Regions from separate parts of the Arachis hypogaea genome. Here region 1 is linked to region 2. Evidence: chromatin contacts called from public Hi-C data. All regions are on one chromosome and are shown on one strand. The core of a region is the stretch at or near the end of the contact, and the rest is flanking DNA. Distances in the headings are between cores, read along the strand shown.

Region 1 (6,527 bases), core at 1,187-3,686, 46 kb after region 2:
GAATCAATGTCACTTATGGTTCAACCAATTATCGGCCGGTTGTATTGATTGACCGTCATGTTGCTCGATTTGAGAAGAGTGCCTACTATGCTGTTGCAGAATGTTGCATTGTTAATGCTGTGAGGGATGGCATGAACTTAGTCCCATATAAATATATTGTCTGTAGACAAGGAACTGAACAACTGGATAAAACATTGGGTAGAACAGCTGATTCTCCTCGTTCAAGCATGCTTGTTGTGTCTGAGTTTATTGGTTGTTCTCCTTCTCTAAGTGGGGCTATCAGGGTCAATCCCTGGGACATAGATGCTGTGGCTGATGCTTTGAATTCAGCACTCACTATGAATGATTCAGAGAAGCAATTGAGGCATGAGAAACACTACCGATATGTCAGTTCTCATGATGTGGCATATTGGGCACGCAGCTTTATGCAGGATTTGGAAAGAGCATGCAAAGATCACTATACCAAAAGGTGCTGGGTAATAGGGTTGGGCCTGGGGGTTAGAGTTGTTTCCCTTTCTCCTGGTTTTAGGAAGTTGTCCATTGATCACATCGTTTCAGCTTACAAAAGAACCAGTAGGCGGGCCATATTTCTTGATTATGATGGTACTCTTGTACCACAATCATCTATAAGTAAAATTCCCAGCCCTGAAGTTATCTCTGTGCTAAATGCTTTGTGTAATGATGCCAAAAACATTGTGTACATTGTTAGTGGGAGGGGAAGAGATTCTCTATGTGAGTGGTTTATATCTTGCAAAATGATTGGACTGGCGGCTGAACATGGCTACTTTTTAAGGTTTGCATTACACTTTTCACTTTTTATCACCCCCTCCCTCAAATTTAAAAAAAGAAAAAAAGAAAAAAAGACTGACTGCATATTTCTTTTCTGGTTTTCAGGAGCAATCAAGATTCTGAATGGGAAATGAGTCATTTATCAGCGGATCTAGAGTGGAAAAAGGTTGTGGAGCCCATTATGCAGTCATATACAGAGGCAACTGATGGGTCAAATATTGAAATTAAGGAGAGTGCTTTGGTGTGGCATCATCGAGATGCAGACCCTGATTTCGGCTCTTGCCAAGCCAAAGAGTTATTGAGCCACTTAGAAAGTGTGCTTACCAATGAACCTGCAGTTGTTAAAAGGGGCCAGCATATTGTTGAAGTTATGCCACAGGTGCATTTTTAAAATCCTGTTATTCTTTGATCTAATTATATAAATGTGAAAGCTAAATAGCTCATAAGCTGAAATGGACTTAGTATTCAAATCTTGCTTTGCTTTCTGCAGGGTATAAGCAAAGGTCAGGTAGCTGAAAAGGTTCTTACGAATATGGTTAATGGTGGTAATTCACCGGATTTTGTGTTGTGCATTGGAGATGATATTTCTGATGAAGACATGTTTGAGAGCATATCAAGGACAGTGTCATGCCCATCATTCCAAGTAGCCCCAGATATCTTTGCCTGCACTGTTGGTCGCAAGCCGAGCAAGGCCAAGTATTATCTTGATGATTCTGCAGATGTCATTAAGTTGCTGCAGGGACTCGGTTCTTCATCTAATCCAAAACCCAGGCATTTACCACATTTCCAGGTTTCTTTTGAAAGCACAGTTTGAGTTGGAATAAAGCAAGACATCATTATTGGTTCCTTATGGTGCTCTAATGACGAGTTCTTCACCCGTGAATCAGATCTTTGGTTATTTATCTTGTGGACAAATAACTAGATTTAGTTTTTTATATCTATTTCATTCAGTTTTTGAATTAGATGATGACATGTGGACATTTTTCCTGAGCTAAAAATGGAGTGGAAGTTTTTATGGACAGGTTACACGTGTAATTTACACGTTAAACTCACCATGAGAATTTCCACCTCCTGGTTAACCCTTCAACCAAACATGCACTAAAAAGCAAAAAGAATATACTTATCTCAAGAAAAGAGTACTCACATGTCTTTATTTAATTTGAGAATTGGATGGAGTGCATATAGAGAACTTTATCTAACATTTTACCTTTAATCTTGGCCTGACACGTGGTGGGACCTTGCTTGTGCAAATGTGATTCTTTGCACCTGAACTGGTTTTGCATGCATTGAAGACTTCACGATTCTGATGTACATGGCAAAATTGGTTACACCAATTGTTTATATTTGCTGGTGACACCTAATTATGCTAAAGTTGTGCTTCGAATTGTAGACCATATAGATTGTTTTGCATTGAACAAGGGGGCACCATAACTTGTACAGTTACACTTTTTGTTAACTATATACATAATATACCCATATGGTGTGAGATCTCTTGTTCCAAATAATCCCTTTTCCGTGACCAAATAGATGCAAAAAATTCCTTGGAATCTCAAACTATTGTAATGAAATGGTTCTTTTTAGGGCGGTGGATACTTTTAACACCAGCCACAGATTGGATTTTTGACAAAAATATTTTAAAGTTGAGCTTTTTAATGAAGGTTATAGTTATAGGCCAATTACGGGGTGGTCATGAAAGTATGGCTAGTTGGTGGCAGGCAAAGAATTTTTTCAACTGTTTTGTTTGTGACACGGAAGGATTAGCTGTGTCCCAATACAACCGAGTAAAAGCTTTCCAACTGTCTGTCAAATATATCAAATATCACAATTCTTAGGTTTTACACTTTAGAGAATAAAGTGAAATTTCTTATCATTCAATGTTTTTTTCTTTTGTTTTTTCTTGGTTCTACCTATGAAATAAGTAGTGATAGATCATACTTTATATTCTAAAGTAAAATTTAAAATTTAAAAAATCCAAATCCTTAGCATTTACCACAGCCTATAAAAAGTTTGAGTTTTTCTATCATCCCTTCGTTGGATCAAGAGTCATTTATTTGTCAAATACGATTATTTAGATGTTCAAAAATATTTTAGATTAGAAGTGTAGTTTATGCTGTAAACAGATGTTTATAAAGTCCAACCATTCATTTTGTTTGTGATATAAGTAAGGGAAAAAGATTTTTAAACAAAAAAAAATTGATAAAATAATAAAATAAAAAATTATTTATTATCAAATTTATAATTTTTATAATGTGCGAGTTTTATCATTTTGATTTAAAAATAATTAGTTTATTTTTTTATTTTACCAACTTTTTAATTTTACATGATTTTGATTCATCAATAATAAGGCTTAGCATTTGTTACTTTCCAATTCATTTGATGTTCTTTTTACCGAGGTTGGAACTTTATATCCATAGTTATCAGAACTGAACCGGTAATTGATCCGATCATACGACTGGGTCACTAGATTACTGGTTCAACCGGTGGGTCACTGATTTACCCGGTTGACCCGGTCATAATTAAATAAAAATATAAAATTATAAAAATAAAATTAGAATTAAAAATTAAATGCATATTTTTAAAAATATATTAATAACAATTAAATATCAATTCTTAGATATAATTTATAATGTAAAAAAAGATAATAAATTAGTTATTAATACAAAATATTTTTTCAATTTTAATAAATAAAAAATAAAAGATAACACAATCAATATCAATATATCAATATATTTGTATACTATGTGTTGTTACTTGTTTGGTATCCATGTAAATCCATACGTTAAAAAATAAAAAAATAAAAAATCATTACGTTTTGTTATATATATAATTTTTGTCATATTTATAAGTAAGAATCAAGTTTGCCACAGTGGGAAGGGAAAGGTTGGATTTTGGCGCAGCTCCGTGTTCGAAACCGACCGATTTTTAACGGGTTTGACCACCGTTGACCGGTTCGAATGCTTATCCGGTCCAATCTACCAACCGAACCGGCCAGACTATCAGTTTACCGGTTTTTCGGTCGAACCGGCCGGTCCGGTCCGGTTCTGATAACTATGTTTATATCTCAACCTTTTCATTTTACATGAATTTTACATGATTTTTTTTACTCATGGTATCTTTTAGTTTGACTAAAGATCAATTTTTGTGGGTCAAAGTTTCATTTAAAAATTTATTGTTAGTTAATAGATTACTGCATACACAACATGAATTCGAATTTTTAATATCTATTTAAACAAATTATTATTTAACTACTAGGCCAATTTGATTCTTCAATAAGGTGGTTTATCTTCTGTGTTTTTAATGTAGTTCTACATCTAGTTAGACACGTTTTTCTCTCTTTCTTTTATTTAATCCAATATTCTTATTTTTAAATAGAAATTAACTTCCATATATATATATATATATAGAGAAAGTATAGGGAGTCAATGACCTAGAGATATGATTATTAGTGTTACATTATCCTATTAGGTTACGCTTTTGGGATGAGTGGTTTCAGGACATGATATTAGAGTTCCAGATCCAGAAGGTCAAGAGTTCGAACCTTAGTGAACCTAAAATTAACTTTTTATAACATGAGATGTTTATTATCCCTAGTATCCGGATGGTTATCCCTGGTATCTGGATGGTTGTACACTTAGGCCATTGGCTGAAAAAGGTGTCCTTATATGAGAAATGAGAGGTTTAATTATAACCATTAGATCCAAATAAATGACTAGGATTAAACCGCAATAGATTTTTACAAATTTTTTTACTCAAAAGGGTAAAGGATAATCTTTCACTATTAATTTTATAAGTGGGATAAAAAAATATGAAAAAAAAAGTATTGAAGGGTTAAAGATCACACTTTACTACCTCAATTGAAAAAAAAAAATTAAGAGGATATATTTTCGAATCAAACTATAAAGTTTAGAGAGAGAATGTGTGTAATTAATGTGTTTAAAATTAGAGAGAAGTTTGCTACATATCCAAGTTTTTTTGACAACTAAGTCCAATCAAATTAGTCAAAACACAACAAATATCAGTTTCATTAGTGAGAGCGTGAATACACGCTCCAACTTCCTTGTAACTAACGTGAATGTGAACGTTCATATCTTTCTTCTTTTTCGCGTTCTTCCTTCTTCTACGCGTTCTTCCTTTTTCTTTTTCGCGTATTTTTTCTCATAATTATTTTATTATTGCTGCTGTTATTGCTGCATTATTTTCTTTTCCTCCTTTTCTTTCTAGTAATTTTGTAGCTTTGATTTTTTCTTCTATTTCTTTTGGTTTTATTCCTTTTATGAGAATGAAACAAGAAAAATTATAAAAAAATTGAAACAAGAAAAAGAAGATGAAAAAAAAGCAGAAGATAAAGAGAAGAAAGAGGAAGAATTTTGAATTATGCAAAACTTATAATAAGAAATAACACCGAAATTTCTTAACAATTAACAATAACACAAATTTTTTCATTTTTACACCGAAATGTTGCTACAAAAGCGCAAAAAATGTCTTCTTTAATGCTGTATTTTTTTCTTCTTTCTCTTTCTTTCTTTTTTCTATTGCTCTTATTTCTTTTTTAGGAGTATTGCTTCTCATATTAGACTTGAATGAACATGTTTGTAATGTATTGTAATCTTATTTAGTTGAATGAATGTAGGGTCATCATCTTTCTAGTAATTTTGAAGCATTATGTATTTTTTCTTCTTCATTGCTTGATTTTATTTTTTTATTCTTGTTAAGAGAGTAAAACAAAAAAAAAATATGAGAAGATAAAACAAGAAGAAAAAGATAAATAAAAAAAGAAGAAGAGGATGATGATGAAGAAGAAGAAAAACAACAAGAAGAAGAAGAAGCAGTAGAAGATGAAGAGAAGAAAGAGAAAGAGTTTCGAATTATGCAGAATTTATCCGAATAAATAACATCGAAATTTCTTAACAATAACACATAAATTTCTTCGTTTTTATACCAAAATTTTGCTACAAAAGCACAAAAATATCTTCTTTTAATGCTGCATTTTTTTTCTGTTGCTCTTATTTTTTTAGGAGCATTGCTTCTCATATTAGATTTGAATGAACATGTTTGTAATGTATTACAATCTTATTTGACTGAATGAATGTAGGTTCATCCTCTTTTAAGTAATTTTGTAGCATTATATATTTCTTCTTCTTCTTTATTTGATTTTTTTTTGTTTTTATTCTTGTTAAGAGAGTAAAAAAAGAAGAAACATGAGAAGGTAAAACAAAAAACAAAAGATGAATAAATAAAAAAGTTGATGATGAAAAAGATGAAAAAGAAGAAGAAGCAATAGAAGATAAGGAGGAGAAAGAGGAAGAGTTTTGAATTACGTAGAATTTATCAGAATAAATAACATTGAAATTTTTTCAACAATAACACATAAACTTTCTTAAATTTTACACCGAAATTTTACTACAAAAACTCAAAAATGTCTTTTTTAATGCCGCATTCTTCTTTCTTTCTTTCTTTCTTTCTTTCTTTTTTCTGTTGCTTTTATTTCTTTTTTATAGAAACATTACTTCTCATATTAGATTTGAATTGAATGAACATGTTTGTAGTGTATTGCAATCTTAGTTGAATGAATGTAGATTTATTATCTTTCTTGTAATTTTATAGCATTATGTGTTTTTTCTTCTTTTTGGTTTGATTTTTTTCTTGCTTAGAGAATAAAACAAGAAGAAACATGAGAAGGTAAAACAAGAAGAAAAAGATGAATAAGAAAAAAAAGATGAAAATAATAAAAAAGATGA
Region 2 (7,614 bases), core at 11-2,510:
TAGCAATTTTAAGGCCAAAGAAGCATGTTTTCAATCATAGCACAAAATTAGGAAGGAAACTTAAAAAACATGCAATTTATATGAATGTGTAAGAATAGTTGATAAAATCCACTCAATTTAATACAAAATAAACCGTAAAATAGTGGTTTATCAGTGTTTTCTCTGATTCAGAAAATTGTCTTCTTCCGAAGAAAAATCCAGAACAACAATTTTCTTTTTTTCTTTCTTCAGCTTTCCCTTCTCTTTCCTGTTCAGAAGCACTGTTTTCGACACCTTCTTTTCTTCTATCTTTCTCTCCCTTAGTTGTGCTCTGTACACAAGTCCCTAAAATACAAACTTATGTAGTTAGCAGAGTATTTTAGAAGCAACTGAACCGAATTTTTTAAGGGAAATTTTTGTTTTATTTACCATCGTATCAATTGCTTCCTTAGTTATCCGCTCGAGCATAAGACTCCGTGTCCAATGGGCCACCCACGGTCTCCTGAGTGTCTCAGGTGTATCCAGTCGAGGGAACTTAGATTCATGGAAATATATAATCATCAATACAAATATGCAGTCGTCAACGGACTGTTTCTTTCATAGTCTTTATTCTTATTTTTGTTTGTTTTTTCTTCTTCTTTTCGAAATCTTCTCGCGATTCTCCATTAAAAGCAGAGAACACAAACGCGTTTTGAGAGATTTTGAGAGAAATTTAAACTCCAGTAGTAGTTTCGAGGTTGAAGAAGGAACGTTTCATATTCAAGGCGTGAATGAATATGATAACGTTTTTGGAGAGGGTATAGATGCGTGTAATATACGCTCATTTAATGAGATTGAGTTTTTTTGGTATTAGACTAACTTGGATGAACTTAAATAAAAAAAATTATAGGAAAAATTTCAAGTGTACCAAGGAACACCGGTGTTTCAGTTGTTTTAACCGTTGATTTCAATTAATATATTATATATTTTTTTATAATTCAGATCAACGGTTAAAACAACTGGAATACCGGTATTTTCGGGACACTTAAAACTCTTCCAAAATTATATAGATGTGTAGTGCAACTATTTTCCTATATTGGAGTTCTTCAAAAAGTTGTTTCAGCCGCATAAGTTTTAATGAAGTTAATGTCTTAGCACGATATTTTGCTTTGAACACTAGATCGTGTAACCACATCTTGCTTCTTACTTCTCTTTTTTTTTTTTTTTTGGGTCAGTGGGCAAGGACGGATGAAACCGATCCAACCCAAACAACAACCCACAACCCACAAATTCAAACAATAACCTCTCCCTCTCTTGACTCACCCGCGCCACTCACTGGAGACCCAAAACAAGAACAGGGACCCATAGCAAGAGAAAATCAAATTCAACATTCATCTTCTTCTACAGGAAAGCTTCGACAAGTTGAGAGGATGGAGACTCTGGACTTTTTTTCTCTTATTTGCTTCGATAGATTGAAGCTCCAATTTTGCGGTAATTCTGCAGTCAAGTGAGCCACTTTATTTTCCTGTCTTAAGCCACACTTACTGCAAAAGAAATGCCTGGATGAGTGATCTTTGATTTGATAAGAGCCTCACATTTGGATCTATATAAGTAGGCCGACTTCTTTAAGGATATTCATAGCATATTTTCTCTCTCAAAGAACAATACCATTTTTGGAATACCGTCATTGTTACTTCCTGTAACCACAATATAGAGTTTTCATTCTTAGACTTACTAGCACCAATAGTAGCATAAGTAGCAATGGAAGTAGTGCCCAGAGAACTAGAAAGAAACAGAAAATAGAATCAAAAGAAAGGACAAAACAAGGAAGCAATGCTCCAGGAACACAAAGGAAGAATCACACAAACTGCAGATGAAAAGTGGTTGGTTGAATTTCTCTACGGATCAAGACGGCGCTAGAACGGTTCTAACAATAGCAAATGGTGGTTGGAATGTGTTTTATTGGGCTGCTGGAAAGAAGAACACGATAGAAAATATTCTAGTGATCGGAAAAAACACACATGATCCTAAAAAGAATATCACAAAAGGACAGTGGATCATGTTGGTACACAATAAATAAATTTTCTCTCTAAGCCCTGGCTACCATGTTAATGTTGAGAAAATAATAGAAAGAACTCATTGTTTTCATTTCAACCAAAATGACAAATTTATGGAGATATTTATCAACTACTATTATAAATACTAAACTACTAACTATCAACTATTTGCATAAAGGATAAGCTACAGTCTACCAACTACTATCTATATCTTGACTTTTAGTAGTTTTTATCCAGTTTTTCTAGTTAGAGCGTGCAAGGTTTGTGTCTATTGACTTTTTTTTCCTCTGATTTTAGCATCCTGGTTAGAGTTTGAAAAAAGTGGAAGTGATTTGAGGCCTCTTTTGGCATTGAGACAGTAGACAGCTTTGGTAGTATATGATTACTACTATTGGTTGTTATGATGAAATTATGCTACATTAGTTATTAATTTATTACACAACTTGGTAGAAATATTTAAAATTCAGTTTCGAACCAAACCTCTTTAACATATATTGTATTTATTTTCAATAGTATTTTATAAGAATTATCTATTGTATTTATAATGTCAGGGTTGTATTGTCTTTTTCTTTTTTAAGAAATGTATTAGAGAAATACTAGAAAATCATCAAAATTTATTATTTTTGGTTATCAGTTAGCTATCAATATTTAAAAGTATGGGATAAAGTATGTTGTTAAATTACTAAACTAATAAAACTAGACTAAAAGAATTGTGTTGATAATTAAGTAGGGGTGTTCATGGATCGGATCGTATCTGCAGATTCGCAGTAAATATCTGCATCTGATCCAAAAATTGCAGATACGATCCGAAACGCACATTGATCGGATAGGATCCGATCTGCACCCTTTACGGAGGTATTAAATGATATCTAGCTTCTTTTTCTCTGTTGGAAGCCAAGTTTTGTTATTGTAATGGACTAGGCCTACGTAAAATGATTTATCATAGGTTTTTGTATCGTAAATCTTTCGGGGCCGGGGAAATATGTATATTTGTGAACCTTTCGCTGGCTAAACCTAATAAATCCTCTGAAGCCAACCCCCCCCCCCCCCCTCCCAAAAAAAAAAAAGATATCGTTACTTTCACAAACGTACCTTTTTTAAACCCAAAACTACCAAACAAAAATAGTGTGAGCAAAACGGAAAGCAAGCCGAAGCCCTTCCAAAGGTTGGAATATTCTTAAGTATTCAAAACTTCATCTCAAAAAAAAAATGTATTCAAAACTTATAGCATATTCCTGAAGAATCAGAGAAATTCTCTACACCTAATCTAAAGTTTGGCATTTATGATTTTGGTGCTCTTGCTGAGACCCGAGTTAAAGATCAGACAAACCTACTTATAAATTTGATCAAGATTGATAATAAGGTTATTAAACTAAATATTGAATTAGTTTAACTTAAGAGTTTAATGTCCCTTAAAGAAGTGAAATTGCCAAAAAGAAAAGGGGATGTCAAAATGTGAACTCATCATATATAAACATCTATCAATTCTTAAAGGGATAACAACATTTATCTCATATCAATTATAACCAAATAAGTAATTTTAATAATATACAAATATGTACTAGAATTTTGAGTTAAATTCTCAACGGAGGTATCCTCATAACTCATAAGTCATAAGGCACACATATCTAGGATCCTTTAATAGTAGTGTAAATAAATTTGAGGAGACATCTTTCTTTTGGTTTTCCGAATTTCTCCTTGAATTTTGATTGTGATTTTTTTTTTCCACATAAATATAATACGCTCTGCTTTGGCCTCCTTCTTGTCTTGGCTTGTGGCTCCAACTTATTAATATTGTATTCTATTTTATATCATTCCTAAAGACTTGGTCTTCATTTTGATAAATCCTTATTTATTTCGAATAAAAGAACTAAAAGGTGGCATTAATTATTAAATAATAAATTAGTAATAATAAGGATGTTCAGTACGCATTCTCACCTAACAAAAATAACATTATTCCATGAATATTCCATATGTCCCCAAGATAATATCACTGAAAAAGAAACTTTTTGATTGGTCTACAAAGGCACCGTTGTAGCAAGGGGTGAATTTAATTTTATTTCTTTAGTATTAAGTATAATTATTCAATTTTCAATATTTAATTGTGATTTCATGTTTTTGTTTATTTGTTTATCGTTATTATAAAAGATTATTTTATTTTCATTTTCATAATGAAAAAACAAATTCACAAAATTTAATTCAACTCCATGCTTTTTTTTTTTTTTACTTTTTCTTTTTCCACTCTTATAGTGCATCAAATTCCCATGATTTGACATAAACAAGAAAATTGGTGTAATGGGAGACACACTACGGTCTTAGAATTTCAGATAATTTATTTAGGAAAACAAATTTGAAAAGAAAAAAAAAAAAAAAAAAAACTTTTCATATGATAAAGAAAGAGGAATATCCTTGCATTGATAGGGGAAAACATATCCATATAAGATAGATAATAATGTAATGCCAACAAAAAATGAAATATTGCAATCTATTTGGTCTTGCTTACTGGAGTAGTAGTCCTTTACTCACTCATTGTTTTGTACACTAACTACTAATAAAGCCAATGCAAGCCTATCTTTGAAACAAAGAAAATAAGAAATAGAATGAATACTACCCGAACAATGACATTGACATGAAACATCAAAGTTGGAAGGAAAAAAAATACAAACAAACAAACAAAAAAAGAAGAAATTAGATTATAGGTCAAACCTCTTTCATTAGTCTTACCAAGAGTAATGTGAACACTTAAAAAAAAAAAAAAAAAGCTGAAAGATATGGTATATAGAATTTAGGTAGCTAGAAAGTAGAAAGATATTAATGGCCACTTGGCCACATCTGTTTTCCACTTGTTTGATATGATAATAAAGTATACTTTTCAAGCATTATTTAAATTGTAGTTTAAGATTAAAAACTGTATTTAATCAATTTAATTTTATCAAGAATATTATATTATAATAATAAATTCAAATTTAATCCACATTCCTTGGTTTTTTTTTATTTCAATGAAACTAACAATATTTAAACCTTATTATCAGAAATTCAAATCATACCCTAATTCAATGTTATCTGTGTTTTTTAAAACTCATCTATTTTATAAATTAAATTCAGAACACCTTATTATTAAGATTTATATTACGTGATTCCACAAGACTCTATAAGTTATATCCATCATCTTTTATTTCAATAATAGGATAAGAATAATTGAAATCCAAATAATCGTTCGTTAAAATTAACAAGTTAGTTCCCCATTATTGATCAAGTGGACAAAACAACTGAGCCGACGGCACAGCTTGGGCAAAAGAGAGTCCACTTCATATGTCCCTTTTGGCTGCGTCAGTTTTTTTATATTAAAAGATTAATACTGAGTATTATATTTAATGATTAGAAAATATAATTAAGATTTTAATTTTAAAATATAAAATTTTAATTTTTTTTAATATTTTTAAAAAATAATAAATATTTAGATGACTAAAATTTTTAAGAATAGAAACTAAAATTTCTATAGTATTTATTTTCAAAAATATTTTTTCTATAGTATTTATTTTTAAAAATATTTTATTTTAATTTTTTAAATTTTAAATTTATTTCTTAATTTTTATAATTCCATATATTTTATACGAAATATAATATAAAAACTTAATTCAATACTTATTTTTTAATTTTTGTTTCTCAATTTCAGTCTTCCTTTCACTTAATCTTAGATTAATAGTATCGAACATATGTATTATAAGTTTTACATTTATTAATAATAATTTTTTTATAATATTTATAAATATAAAAATTTTTTTAAACTAATTTTTAAAATTAAGTAGTTCTATCCAATAATAATAAATAATAATTGAATGCACGTTAATATAGATTAGAAAAGTTTTTAAATATACCAATACACCGGTGTTTCGATAATTTTAAACCTTTGATTTTAATAATATATATTATATATATTTTTTATAATTAAAATTAACTGTAAAAATTACTGAAATATCGGTATATCGATACACTTAAAAATTTTTCTATAGATTATGGGGGCGGGGGATCGGAAAACGTTGGTTTTGGCACGCGTTAATTTGCTATCTTAGGTGAAGCTGAATACGTTTGTTGGTGGATAAGGTTTGAATTGGTTTGTAGCATGGTAGTTGAAGATGAATAAATAATAGAGTGGCATGAATAATAATGCTTCTTTATCAATCATATAGGTAGGAGTTGTTAGAATAATAATATATCTCCATTCAAGCTTTGTGGATAAATCCGAGGAATATATAATACTCCGGACAAGTGCCGCATTCATTTCAAATATTGTCTTTGCCTTTCAGGGATTGTATCTGTTAGTGGGATAAATACAAAACAAAATACAAAAACAAAAAATTGAATAATTTGCAAATATAATTTTTTTTTAATTGGATGTACACTTCTTAAATTTTTAAATAAGTTTCAGATACAAAATTATTTCGCAATATATATGAAGTTTGAATATGGAGCAAGAGATAGAGAGGGGATTTTGATCCAAATTAAAGATCTAGTATGCAAGCAGAAACACTACGAGCCACGAGGTTTTGTTTGCTGAGGAAAAAAACGAAAGAAAGAGAACAAAAAAAGAATTTGAGAAAAAATAGCTTTTTTCATTATTTAGTTAAAGTGGAGAGTCAAAATAAAAAAAGTAAATAGTACAAAAAAAGTTGACATTTATTAGATTTTTTTTTCTAACATTGGATAAAAAAATGAAAAAAAAAGTACTAGCTTATCATCTTTTAATATTATTTTTTTAATATATTTTATAATATATAAAAATAAAATAGTCTTTTTATATTATTATAAAAAAATTTTTATTTTTTATCTAAATATATCTAAAAAAAATATAAATACATTTATTTTCTTTCTTTTTTTTCCATTCCTCTCTAATTTTTTTTTTAATTTCCTTCCTTCCAATAAATATAGTATAAGTAACCAATAGGGATAAGTTCAAATAGTAAATGATTTGGATTCGTTTAAATAGATCTCAAATTTAAAGTTTGGTATATGCAATTATCTCTGCTAAGAAACTCACCTACTACGACTAGATGTATGATTTGAATCGAATTCAGATTAGTTGGAGATAAAATTCTAGATATTAGATGAAGAACAACACAAAAAATATTTGATTAATATTTTTAATTTTTATTTCTAGGTTGAGTGTTAATTTAGAAGCGAGTTTAAATTTTTAAAATAGATTCAAGATTTAATTCTGTCTGTCCAATTCGGCCATATCCACCTTAAAAAAGTTAATACAGACATAGATGTACATATGATTTCATTTAACGACAACAGAATGTAAAATTTGTATTATGAGAGTAGTTAAATGATGAAAGCTTAATGTGTGTAATGTTTTTTTTCATCATATTCATGTGGAAATATACATATGAAAGGATAACACACGATGTGGAAACAGAAAGAGTAGAATAGGTATCACATTAGGGGGGCTCTGAAAATGTGCAAAGAATAAAAGCAAGGTCAAGATAAGAAGAACAGTGATAAATGCTAGTTAGGGAAAGGTTGGCACGGGGCACTAGAAGGGAGTAAAGGGAATTTAATAGGGGGGGGGAATTCCATTGGAGTTGGAAAGTGGGAA

The links. A called contact is a pair of places that touch in the nucleus more often than the background predicts.
Region 1: a Hi-C map of an unstated tissue shows a contact between it and region 2, with 3 times the contacts expected there. The contact joins two enhancer-like sites. A contact is called at or near these places in 4 of 8 Hi-C or Micro-C datasets (leaf and an unstated tissue).

What each region holds. Positions count from the first base shown.
Region 1 is chr15:26,510,280-26,516,806 of arahy.Tifrunner.gnm2.J5K5, forward strand. It overlaps LOC112750037 (probable alpha,alpha-trehalose-phosphate synthase [UDP-forming] 9), which reads left to right. Exons shown (of 5, transcript XM_025798539.3): 3 at 1-793; 4 at 895-1,168; 5 at 1,280-2,291. The coding sequence ends at 1,603. Among protein-coding and RNA genes, the nearest start is that of LOC112750037, 6.0 kb to the left of the region's middle. Within about 2 kb of position 2,437, at least 3 of the 3 cell types and tissues checked have open chromatin away from gene starts, as enhancers often do.
Region 2 is chr15:26,465,806-26,473,419 of arahy.Tifrunner.gnm2.J5K5, forward strand. No RefSeq gene overlaps it. Among protein-coding and RNA genes, the nearest start is that of LOC112750036, 15 kb to the left of the region's middle. Within about 2 kb of position 1,261, at least 2 of the 3 cell types and tissues checked have open chromatin away from gene starts, as enhancers often do.